Linked DNA regions of Mus musculus: region 2 is linked to region 1. The links are chromatin contacts, called in public promoter capture Hi-C maps. All regions are on one chromosome and are shown on one strand. The core of a region is the stretch at or near the end of the contact, and the rest is flanking DNA. Distances in the headings are between cores, read along the strand shown. Region 1 holds the start of Tekt2 (tektin 2). Region 2 overlaps Ago4 (argonaute RISC catalytic subunit 4).

Region 1 (4,965 bases), core at 1,550-4,049:
AGTCAATGCTAAGCTGGCCTGTCCATTACCACCTAGACAGAGCAAAATCTCCTGGGAAGAGCTGCGTGCTCTGGAGCTGTCAGCAGTATGATAAAGCCTTTCTAGACAGGCACAGTCATTGTCCCTTCAGCTGGTGCGCGTTGCTTGCACAGCCTGAGCATGCTCAGTCCTTAGGAATGTGCTATCCTCTACTCTGTGCTAAATTCTGCCCACATTTCACTCTGTAATGCACGTCAAGGTTTTTTGTTTGTTTGTTTTGTTTTGTTTTGTTTTGTTTTGTTGGTTTTTCAAGACAGGGTTTCTCTGTATATCTCTAGCTGTTGTCCTGGAACTCACTCTGTAGACCAAGCTGGCCTCGAACTCAGAAATCCACCTGCCTCTGCCTCCCAAGTGCTGGGATTAAAGGTGTGCGCCACCACTGCCCGGAGTGTCAAGTCTTTCAAAGGAGATCACAAGGTACAGGAGCCAGGAAGAGTCCGGCCTGAGATCACAGCAATATGTGCTTCACAGGACTACCTTGACTCCAAGATAAAGAAACAAAACCATCACACAAAATAAATTTCCTATCCCACATGAGTACACACCTAGTGAGGAGATCCCAAGGTAAAGCCACGTTGCCATTTGTTGTCCCCGGATGAGCATTCGCTTGGCTCTTCCTTTTATGCTGGTCTCCTTTCCTTTTCAGATGATAAATGCCATCTGGTGTGAAATCCCCTTCCAGCAGAAAAGTGGGAGAATTTTGCAACTAAAGGAATTCACAAGACCTCAGGGCTTTCATTAGACTGTACCATAACAAATAAAGAGCTGGCTGCTGAATGGGCAAGCATGTGCCAGGAACTCGCCAATGTTGGAAAATCTTCGACGGCGTGTTCAGACACCACACAGGAGCTGAGCTCACTGAAAGTGGTGAACATCACAGGAAGGGTACGATACCAGTTGCCTGGCATTGCTAACACAAAGTGACAGTACAGGATATCACTCATTCTTCTAACGTTCATACATACCATGTATGTGCGCCTGTTAAGGCGAGGCAATACTTTGCTACTGAGATACACTTCCGACCTCTCACTAATCCCTCTCACGCCTTTCTTCCTGGCTAACCCATCAGTTGACTGAACTCTGGCAACAGTTTCTTCCCTTGGGCAGGATGTGTGGGAACCCCAGGAGCTGTGAAAAGCAGGGCTACCTCACCATTCATGGGTTTTTGCTGAAGCCACCCCAGCGCCATCATGTGCGTTTATTTATTTCTGTCATAAAGAGTTTCCAAATAAGCAAGCTCAGAGTTAAGGCTGGGCACATAGCTCAGTAGTGGAACACATGCTCTGATTTTATGAAGCCCTAGGTTCTGCCCCTAATACCCCCCAAATTAATTAACCAATTAATTTAAAGATCCATCATTTCCTCCAGCAATTAATTTGTCTGTCTATTGTAATACTTATTTTAAAAGCTCCATCATGCTGGGTGTGGTGGTGCACGCCTTTAATATCAGCACTTGGGAGGCAGAGGCAGGTGGATTTCTGAGTTCGAGGCCAGCCTGGTCTACAAAGTGAGTTCCAGGACAGCCAGGGCTACACAGAGAAACCCTGTCTCAGGGAAAAAAAAAAAAAGCTCCATCATCCATCACAAACTCTGTAGTAGGATCAGATGCCCTCTTCTGGTGTCTGAAGACAGCTACAGTGTACTCACATACAATAAATAAATAAACCTTTTTTTAAAAAATCATTTAAAAAAAAAACAAAAAAAACTTCCTATTCACAGCTGGGTGGTGATGGCACAGGCTTTTAATCCCAGCACTTGTGAGACAGAGGCAGGTGGATCTCTGTGAGTTTGAGGCCAGCCTGGTCTATAGAGTGAGTTCCAGGACAGTCAGAGCTACACAAATTGTCTATAAACAAACAAACAACTCCTGCTTGTGTCCCATTTATGAGCTGTATATCAGAGTCTACAAAAGAGCCTGTGGTAGCTCACACCTGTAATCTCAGCACCCAGGAGGCGGAGGAAGGAGGATTTGGGTTGAGGCCAGCCTGGGTTACATAGTGGGGAATCTGGGATTTTGTTGTTTGTTTTTGTTTGTTTGTTTGTTTGTTTTAAATCTGTTCTACTTTTCCTGGGCTTAGAAACTAGCCAGCAGGATGGATCCCCCTACAAGCAAGCACCTCCCACTTCTTAGAAGGCAGCCCCACCCTCCACTTGCCTACCAAGTCCATACACCTCTATTTTTACACTTCTTTACGTTGGAAGGAATAACACACGCTGCCTGTTGGTCCCTGCTGGAATTACAACTGTGCACCAACCAGGACGCTCAGCTTTTGCTGAGGTGATGTGTCAGGCTCGGCAAGCGAGGCCCACTGGGTCCAAGGCACAGTTCACTGAGGTCAACCCTTTTTCTTTTCCAGGCTTATCTTATGTTGTCTATAAAAGGAATGCTGTTTTTTGTACGACTTCAAACAATGGTAAAATTGTTGGGCAAAACAAAATCAAAGGAATATATATATATATATATATATATATATGTTTTAGATGTGTGTCCAAGATATATTTTTTTGTTACACCACCTATTTCTGGAAGGAGACCCCGGAAAGAAAGCGAGCCTGAAAACGAAGCCTTTACTGTTCCTATGAACTATCCAGACTTTTAAAACTTGTCAGTGTAAACCGTTGATCAAAACTAAAATGTTCAGTTCCTAGATCCGCAGCTGCGCGGTTGCCTGGCTAAGCTGAGGCCCAGGTGACAGCGCAGGGGCACAGGTGACCACGCGAGGAGGGGGCGGTTGCTCGGCAACCAGAGCCGCAAACAACAGGAGTTCTCAGACCTGGGCCCTGAGGGCGTGAGGGGAAACCAGGTGAGGGGATGCGGCGAGCAGAGCAGCCGCGGCGGACCTCCTAACCCAGTTTTCAGGCCCGGGTATTGACTGAAACCCCAAAGTTGGAGCCTGTGCGCAGGAAGGATACTGTTGGACACTAAATTCTGACTCCAGCTCCTCCTACCAGGCGGCCAGCCCTCCTCCATACCAGGCGGGGCAAGGGACCCAGCCTCCCTCCCTACCCAGATAGCTGGTTAAAGCCTGGGTGTGGCGCCCAGTCCACCCTGGAAAGGAAACAAGGTTTCTTCTCCCGGATCCCCCGTGGGCCTGGCCCACAGCCTGAGAAGGGGTGATTGTTGGAAGTAGGGGTGGAAACTGGATTAAGGGGTATGTTCCCTGCCATCCCTTCAGTAAGTCACACACACACAAACACACACACACACTTTATCCTTTCCTTTACGAGCATCCTTGCATCTGCAGGCTCCAGGGCTTTGTGCCTGAAGACAGACCACTGAGGAAATACAGCTTGATTGCTAATACCTCACAGGAGGTGAGTTGGAGGGGGGCTGAGTTGGAAACCTTCCCAGCAGACTCTGCGGGAAAGGGCTTAGAGCCAAGAGGCCAAGGTTTGGGGAGAGGGGATCCAGAAAAGGCGGGTTTTCTATTCTTCTGCAGGTGGCGATCTGGAACAGGCCTAAGGGGTTCAGACCTTCGTCTCCTTAGCCATGGCGACACTAAGTTTCAAGCCCAGCGAACGCTACCGGCTCTCCGACTGGCGCACCAACAGCTACCTATTGTCCACCAATGCAGAGCGGCAGCGAGATGCTTCCCACCAAATCCGCCAGGAGGCCCGGATCCTTCGCAATGAGACAAACAATCAGGTTTGTGGACCCGCTAAGGTCCATGGGCCATGGGAGAGCCCTTAACCACAGACATTCATTTTATTTGGTTCTGTCTCTTCCAGATTGTATGGGATGAACATGACAATAGGACCCGCCTGGCTGAGAGGATCGACACTGTCAACCGGTGGAAGGAGACGCTGGACAAGTGTCTGACAGATTTAGATGCTGAGATCGATAGCTTGGCACAGGCAGGGAGCCAGGGCTGGGCATCCGCAGGCTCTGATGGCAAGGCCTATCCCTCCTACCCCATTTTCAGATCTGGACACCATTCCCTCTGCTGAGGTGAGGATGGGCGCGCTCTCCCACTGAGCATGGCCCCACCAATCCCCGTGCTCTTCCTTTCTAGGCCAAAGAATCGGCGGAGCAAAACCTGCAGGCCAAGAACCTGCCCCTGGATGTGGCCATCGAGTGCCTGACTCTGCGAGAGAGCCGGCGAGACATTGATGTGGTGAGGGACCCTGTGGAGGAAGAGCTGCTGAAAGAGGTGGAAGTCATTGAAGCCACCAAGAAGGTCCTACAGGAGAAGATCAGCCAGGCCTTCCAGCACCTCTGGTGAGGCGGGGGGGCGACCGGAGCACACTCACATGCACCCGGGGGCATCATGGGACTTGCTGGATGATACTTTCTGTCCCTCACAGCCTTCTGGCAGGAGATATTGGTCATTTAGGACTTGCTTTCCAAGGCCTACTCATTGTCAGGAACCTAGGCAGCCTTTGTTCCGCGGCTGAAAGTTCCACCATTGATCTTGGCCCCCTTATTGTAAATGTTCATGCGTGCATGTGAAGTCACATACCTGTGACTGAGGTACACTCTGAGGGACACTCATAAGGCTGTTCTGTCTTAGATGCAGCAGCACATGCATCACACACAGACACACACACACACACACAAGCATGCGCGCACACACACATACCACAAACCTTCAGTATCCCTGCAGTCCAGTGAGGCTCGCGTCCTGGTCCTTGGGAGCCATGGCTCCAGTGTCTTCTCCTTCTCCAGTCTCCTGCAGGAAATTCGGCAGCAACTCAACTCTGACCACCGGGACAAAATGGAGACACTGGAGATCGACAGGGGCTGCCTCTCTCTCAACCTCACTTCCCCAAACATCTCTCTGAAAGTCAACCCCACACGCATCCCCAAAGAGTAAGACCAGTGTTTCAGTCAGTCCTTTCTGTGTGCCTTGTGTGTCCCTGTGACCTCCATTGTTTCCTTGTGTGTCCCTAGGACCCCATTGTTTCCTTGTGTGTCCCTGTGACCCCA
Region 2 (4,965 bases), core at 1,449-3,948, 190 kb before region 1:
TCTCTCTTTCTGTCCCTGTTTCTCTGTGTGTGTGTCTCTCTCTCTGTCCCTGTCTCTCTCTGTCTCTGTTTCTCTCTCTCTTTGTGTGTGTGTGTGTGTGTGCATTCACACACACCAGCATGCCATAGCATATATGTGGAAGTTGGAGGACAAATTTTAGGAGTTGCTACTCTCTTTCTACCATATGATCCAGGGATTGAACTCAGGATATAGGGCTTGTAAAGTGAGGGATTTTATTTTATTTTATTTTATTTTATTTTATACCTCTTAATCTATCTTCCTAACCTGTGTATTTAGTCTTGTTGCCTCCAAACTACATAATTTGCCTTGGCTAGGAATCTCAAATCTTCGAGGTCTAAAAATGTGGCCTCAGTAACTATAGTCATTCATTTAGAAAAAGTTTATCTTGAGCAAATAAAATTATGTGCATGACTCCAAGTATACATCGCACTAGCCAGCAAGATAGGTTGAAGAGAGGGCCCAGTGGTTAGAACTTGTTATTCTTGTGGAAAATCAGGATACAGTTCCTAGCACCCACAGGGCAGCTCCCAGCTGGCCATAACTCAAGTTCCAAGGGATCCGTGGGCCTCTGCTGACCTCTGAGGCAACGGCGTGCACACAGTGGGCGTAAATATTTCAGCCTGGCCTCAAACATGAGGTGGTTCTCTTGCCTCATTCTCTTGAGTGCTTAGGGTTTCGGGTGTGAGCCACCAGACCTAGATCTTCTGTGAAAAAAAAAAATTTTTTTTTGAATTAAAAGGTTTGTTTGGTTGGTTTTTTTTCTCAGCTTCAACAAAAATTGAAATTTCATTGGACTTGTTCTGGTATAATACTAAAATGACTTCACTGAAAGTACTCACTGAAAGTACTCACGGAGAGTACTCACGGAAAGTACTCACTGAAAGTACTCACTGAAAGTACTCACGGAAAGTACTCACTGAGAATACTCACTGAAAGTACTCATGGAAAGTACTCACTGAAAGTACTCACGGAAGGTACTCACTGAGAATACTCACTGAAAGTACTCATGGAAAGTACTCACTGAAAGTACTCACGGAAGGTACTCACTGAGAATACTCACTGAAAGTACTCATGGAAAGTACTCACTGAAAGTACTCACGGAAGGTACTCACTGAGAATACTCACTGAAAGTACTCATGGAAAGTACTCACTGAAAGTACTCACGGAAGGTACTCACTGAAAGTACTCACGGAAGGTACTCACTGAAAGTACTCACGGAAGGTACTCACGGAAGGTACTTTCAGGTTGTTTTGGTGGTGGTGCTGGGGATTGAACAGAAGGCTTTATGCATCCTGCACATACACCCTTCACTGTGCTTGGCCCCTAGCCCTGACCATTGTCCTATCTTTCATTGTTTGCATTCTCTTTCTCTCTCCCCCTTCTCTCCCCCCACCTCCGCCTCACACACACACTTGTCAGTCTTGGTAGCAAGAACCTTCACCTAATGAGCTATCTTGCTGCCTCCCCCAAGCCCTTTTTGAGAGTCTTATGTAGTCCAGGCTGGCCTACAGCTTCCTATGTAAGTGAGGATGACAGTGAACTCTTGGCTCTCCTGCCTACATCACCTAAGGGCTGAACTATAGGCATGTACCACTGTGTTTAGTTAAGTGGCTTATGGAGGGCTGCTGAGCAAACACATGGCTCTGTGCATGTTAAACAAGCTTTCTACCCACTGAGCCACAGCCTCAGCCCTTGGCCATTGTTTCTTTAGTGACTAGCCAACATAGAAAATGTTAGTAGGCTTTGCTTACTTGTTAAAGAAGTAAAAGTTTTAAATCAACGTTCTTTCTTCTAGCTTCCCTTTGCAGCTAGAGAATGGCCAAGCTATGGAATGTACAGTGGCTCAGTATTTTAAGCAGAAGTATAGTCTGCAGCTGAAACACCCCCACCTTCCCTGCCTTCAAGTGGGGCAAGAGCAAAAGCATACCTACCTACCACTTGAGGTAAGCCAAGTGACATTCTTACCTGCCACTCGAGGTGAGCCAAATGACATTCTTACCTAACCTCTAAGCACTCGGACTGGGTGGGTCTGGTTGCACGCCTTTAATTAATCCCAGCCCTCAGGAGGCAGAAGCTGCTGGATCTCTGTGAATTCGAGGCCAGCCTGGTCTATAAAGTGAGTTCCAGGATAGCCAGGGTCACACAGAGAAAGCCTGTCTTTAAAAACAAACAAACAAACAAACAAACAAACAAGGTGTTATAAACTTGAGGCAGAGTTTAGTCTTTTTGAAGAATCTTGTGCGTATAAATTTATTATATAACTATTTGTTCCTGGAAATAGACAAAGACTTCATGTATAGAAGCCCATTTCTATGAAACCTAGCTTCTCTTTGTCTCTTTGCAGGTCTGTAATATAGTGGCAGGACAGAGATGTATAAAGAAGCTCACAGACAATCAGACATCCACCATGATCAAAGCCACGGCAAGATCTGCTCCTGACAGACAGGAGGAAATCAGTAGACTGGTCAGTAAGGCGTGTCTTCAACATTAGCCATCTGTGAGCTGAAAAAACAAAACAAAACAAAACAAAACCTAAAAAAGAATAAACAGCTCTGGAGGGGACACAGTTCCTGTCAGCTCTTATAGATGCAGGCTTTCCATTCCTTAGGTGAAGAGCAACAGCATGGTGGGTGGACCTGACCCATACCTGAAGGAATTTGGGATTGTTGTGCACAACGAGATGACAGAGCTCACAGGCAGGGTGCTTCCGGCTCCAATGCTGCAGTATGGAGGCCGGGTAAGCCGCTTCCGCACCAATCAAAAATAAATGCACCTTTGAATTTACCTGTAGTCAGTGCTCTCTATTGCTTCTGACTTCTACTGTACCAAATAAAGTTTTGTTTGTCCCCCTTCAACATAAAAATGGTCTTAGATTGTAATATCTTTTCTCTTTTCTTTTGTTTCTTTTTTTTGTTTTCTGTTTTTAAAGAATAAAACAGTAGCCACACCCAGCCAGGGTGTCTGGGACATGCGAGGAAAACAGTTTTATGCTGGCATTGAAATTAAAGTATGGGCAGTGGCTTGTTTTGCGCCTCAGAAACAATGTAGGGAAGATTTGCTAAAGTGAGTATCCCGTTTTTAGCTCAGTAATACTCCTTCTAGATATGAAATACCATCTTTCTGTGTCTGGGTACACTGGCACCAACCCCTGATGCCCACAGTTATGTCTTCCAGCTCTACAGCAAAGACCCTGCACTCACTGTATTGTAAACTGAGAATTCTTTGAGAGTCTGACTCAGCGTCTACATATTTCAAGTAGGACCTGGTGACGAGATTCACCAGAAGCTGTGAAATAGACAGAGTAGGAGCAATGCTATTTGGAAAACTCTGCTATTCTTAGGAGAACCTTTCCACGGGCATCGCACCTTTCCCAGTAAAAATGAGAACTAGCTTATTTTTGGCAATTATAACTCACTAGGTGAGCTTGCTTTGCTGCAGGAAAACTGCCTCAGAGTTATGTCACCTCTTACAGATACACCTTCTGTGTAAGGAAGTAAGTCCATGAGAAGGGTAAAAAAAAACAGAGAAACAGAACTGGGGTGAAGCCAAGGAGCCCTAGAAGAAGGACATTGGCAAATGTACAAAAGCAGTTACTTTGATAATAAGTCTGGTGGTTCACACCTTTAATCCCAGCACTAGGGAGGCAGAGGCAGATGGGACTCTGCAAGTTTAAGGCCAACTTAGTCTACATAGCAAATTTCAGGCCAGCTAAGACTAAATAGTGAGAACCTGATTTATGTATAGATTTAAGTAATTTCTTAAACCCAAAATTTAAACTTCAAAATGAAAAACAAATTGTTGGTTTCTTGAACCAAATCTGTCTTACAAGTTTGTTTCTAATTCTAAATATCCAGACTTGAATATGAAATCATGTTTACATGTTCAGAGTTGAACACAAGCTCACCTACTCTGCCTTTACCAGCCTTATCAAAATATGCGTTACCCGAAACTGGGACCCTCTTTTTTTCTTAAGCTCTGAATTACTGATTTGATTATTTAAAAAAAAATATTTTAAATATAAATGCTATTCTAGTCTATAAAGCTCAGCTGAACCGTAATTTTTTTAGAAATTAAAAATGGGGTTTGAAGGTATAGCTCAGTGGTAGAATGCTTGCTTAGCATACTTAAGGCTCTGGGTTTCATTTCCAGTACCACAAAAAATAGTAATAACATTTCAGACTGACACCTGTTAGCTCACTAATACCGATTGTTCTGTTTTAACTGCAGTGGTACAACTGCCAATCTGTTTTTGGCAACTGCGTGAAGACTTGTGTTTGTTTATGTGTGAAAATGAAAGCACTGTGTACCGCTGGTTTTATCTTAACAGGAGTTTCACTGACCAACTTCGTAAAATCTCCAAGGATGCAGGGATGCCCATCCAGGGTCAGCCATGTTTCTGCAAGTATGCTCAAGGTGCAGACAGCGTGGAGCCCATGTTTAAACATCTGAAAATGACATATGTGGGCCTGCAGCTAATAGTGGTGATTTTGCCTGGGAAGACACCAGTATATGGTATGAACACCTGTGTTTTTTCGAGACAGTGTTTTTCTGTGTAACCCTGACCGTCCTGGAATTCACCCCATAGACCAGACTGGCATCAAACTCACAGAGATCCACATGCCTCTGCCTCCCAAGTGCTGGGATTAAAAGCATGTGCCTTTAGTATAAGAGTATAAACACTTAATGTTGAATGAGAGATGATTTCAAGTCCTAGGTATGACAATCTAAGCTAGGTGATTGCACAGTCCCAGCCGTGCACTGTTAGTGGTCTAAGCCACAGGGACTCAGGTGTGTGTACAGGCAGATAGCTCAGTGGTAGAGTACTTTGCCTCGCAAGCTCCCTGAAACATTGGAAAATGGTGGGATTGGGGCATGGTGATGTGCTCTGCCATTCCTTCCCCTCTTCTCCCCCAACCCTTCTCCCCTTTTCTGTTGAGACAAAAT

Evidence for each region. Promoter capture Hi-C pulls out the DNA fragments that hold promoters and counts their contacts.
Region 2: a contact with region 1 is called in a promoter capture Hi-C map of the C10 cell line, with 3 times the contacts expected there. The contact joins the enhancer-like site here to the promoter of Tekt2 in region 1. A contact is called at or near these places in 16 of 39 promoter capture datasets (the 3T3-L1 cell line, the C10 cell line, the HPC-7 cell line and 8 more), 3 of 15 datasets of contacts at CTCF or cohesin (embryonic stem cells and pro-B cells), 42 of 484 Hi-C or Micro-C datasets (B cells, the G1E-ER4 cell line, the HPC-7 cell line and 8 more), 15 of 115 datasets of contacts at active chromatin or transcription factors (astrocytes, bone marrow-derived macrophages, embryonic stem cells and 2 more) and 3 of 9 other capture datasets (embryonic stem cells, liver and pancreatic islet).

What each region holds. Positions count from the first base shown.
Region 1 is chr4:126,323,522-126,328,486 of GRCm38.p6, reverse strand. Tekt2 (tektin 2) reads left to right here and starts at 2,799. Exons shown (of 11, transcript NM_001357262.1): 1 at 2,799-2,842; 2 at 3,284-3,353; 3 at 3,479-3,684; 4 at 3,768-3,893; 5 at 4,052-4,257; 6 at 4,705-4,848. The coding sequence starts at 3,529. It also overlaps a transcript of Ago3 not described here.
Region 2 is chr4:126,509,519-126,514,483 of GRCm38.p6, reverse strand. It overlaps Ago4 (argonaute RISC catalytic subunit 4), which reads left to right. Exons shown (of 18, transcript NM_153177.3): 8 at 1,817-1,964; 9 at 2,366-2,485; 10 at 2,630-2,758; 11 at 2,951-3,084; 12 at 4,349-4,533. Among named protein-coding and RNA genes, the nearest start is that of Ago4, 21 kb to the left of the region's middle. Within about 2 kb of position 2,698, at least 8 of the 459 cell types and tissues checked have an H3K27ac peak or open chromatin away from gene starts, as enhancers often do.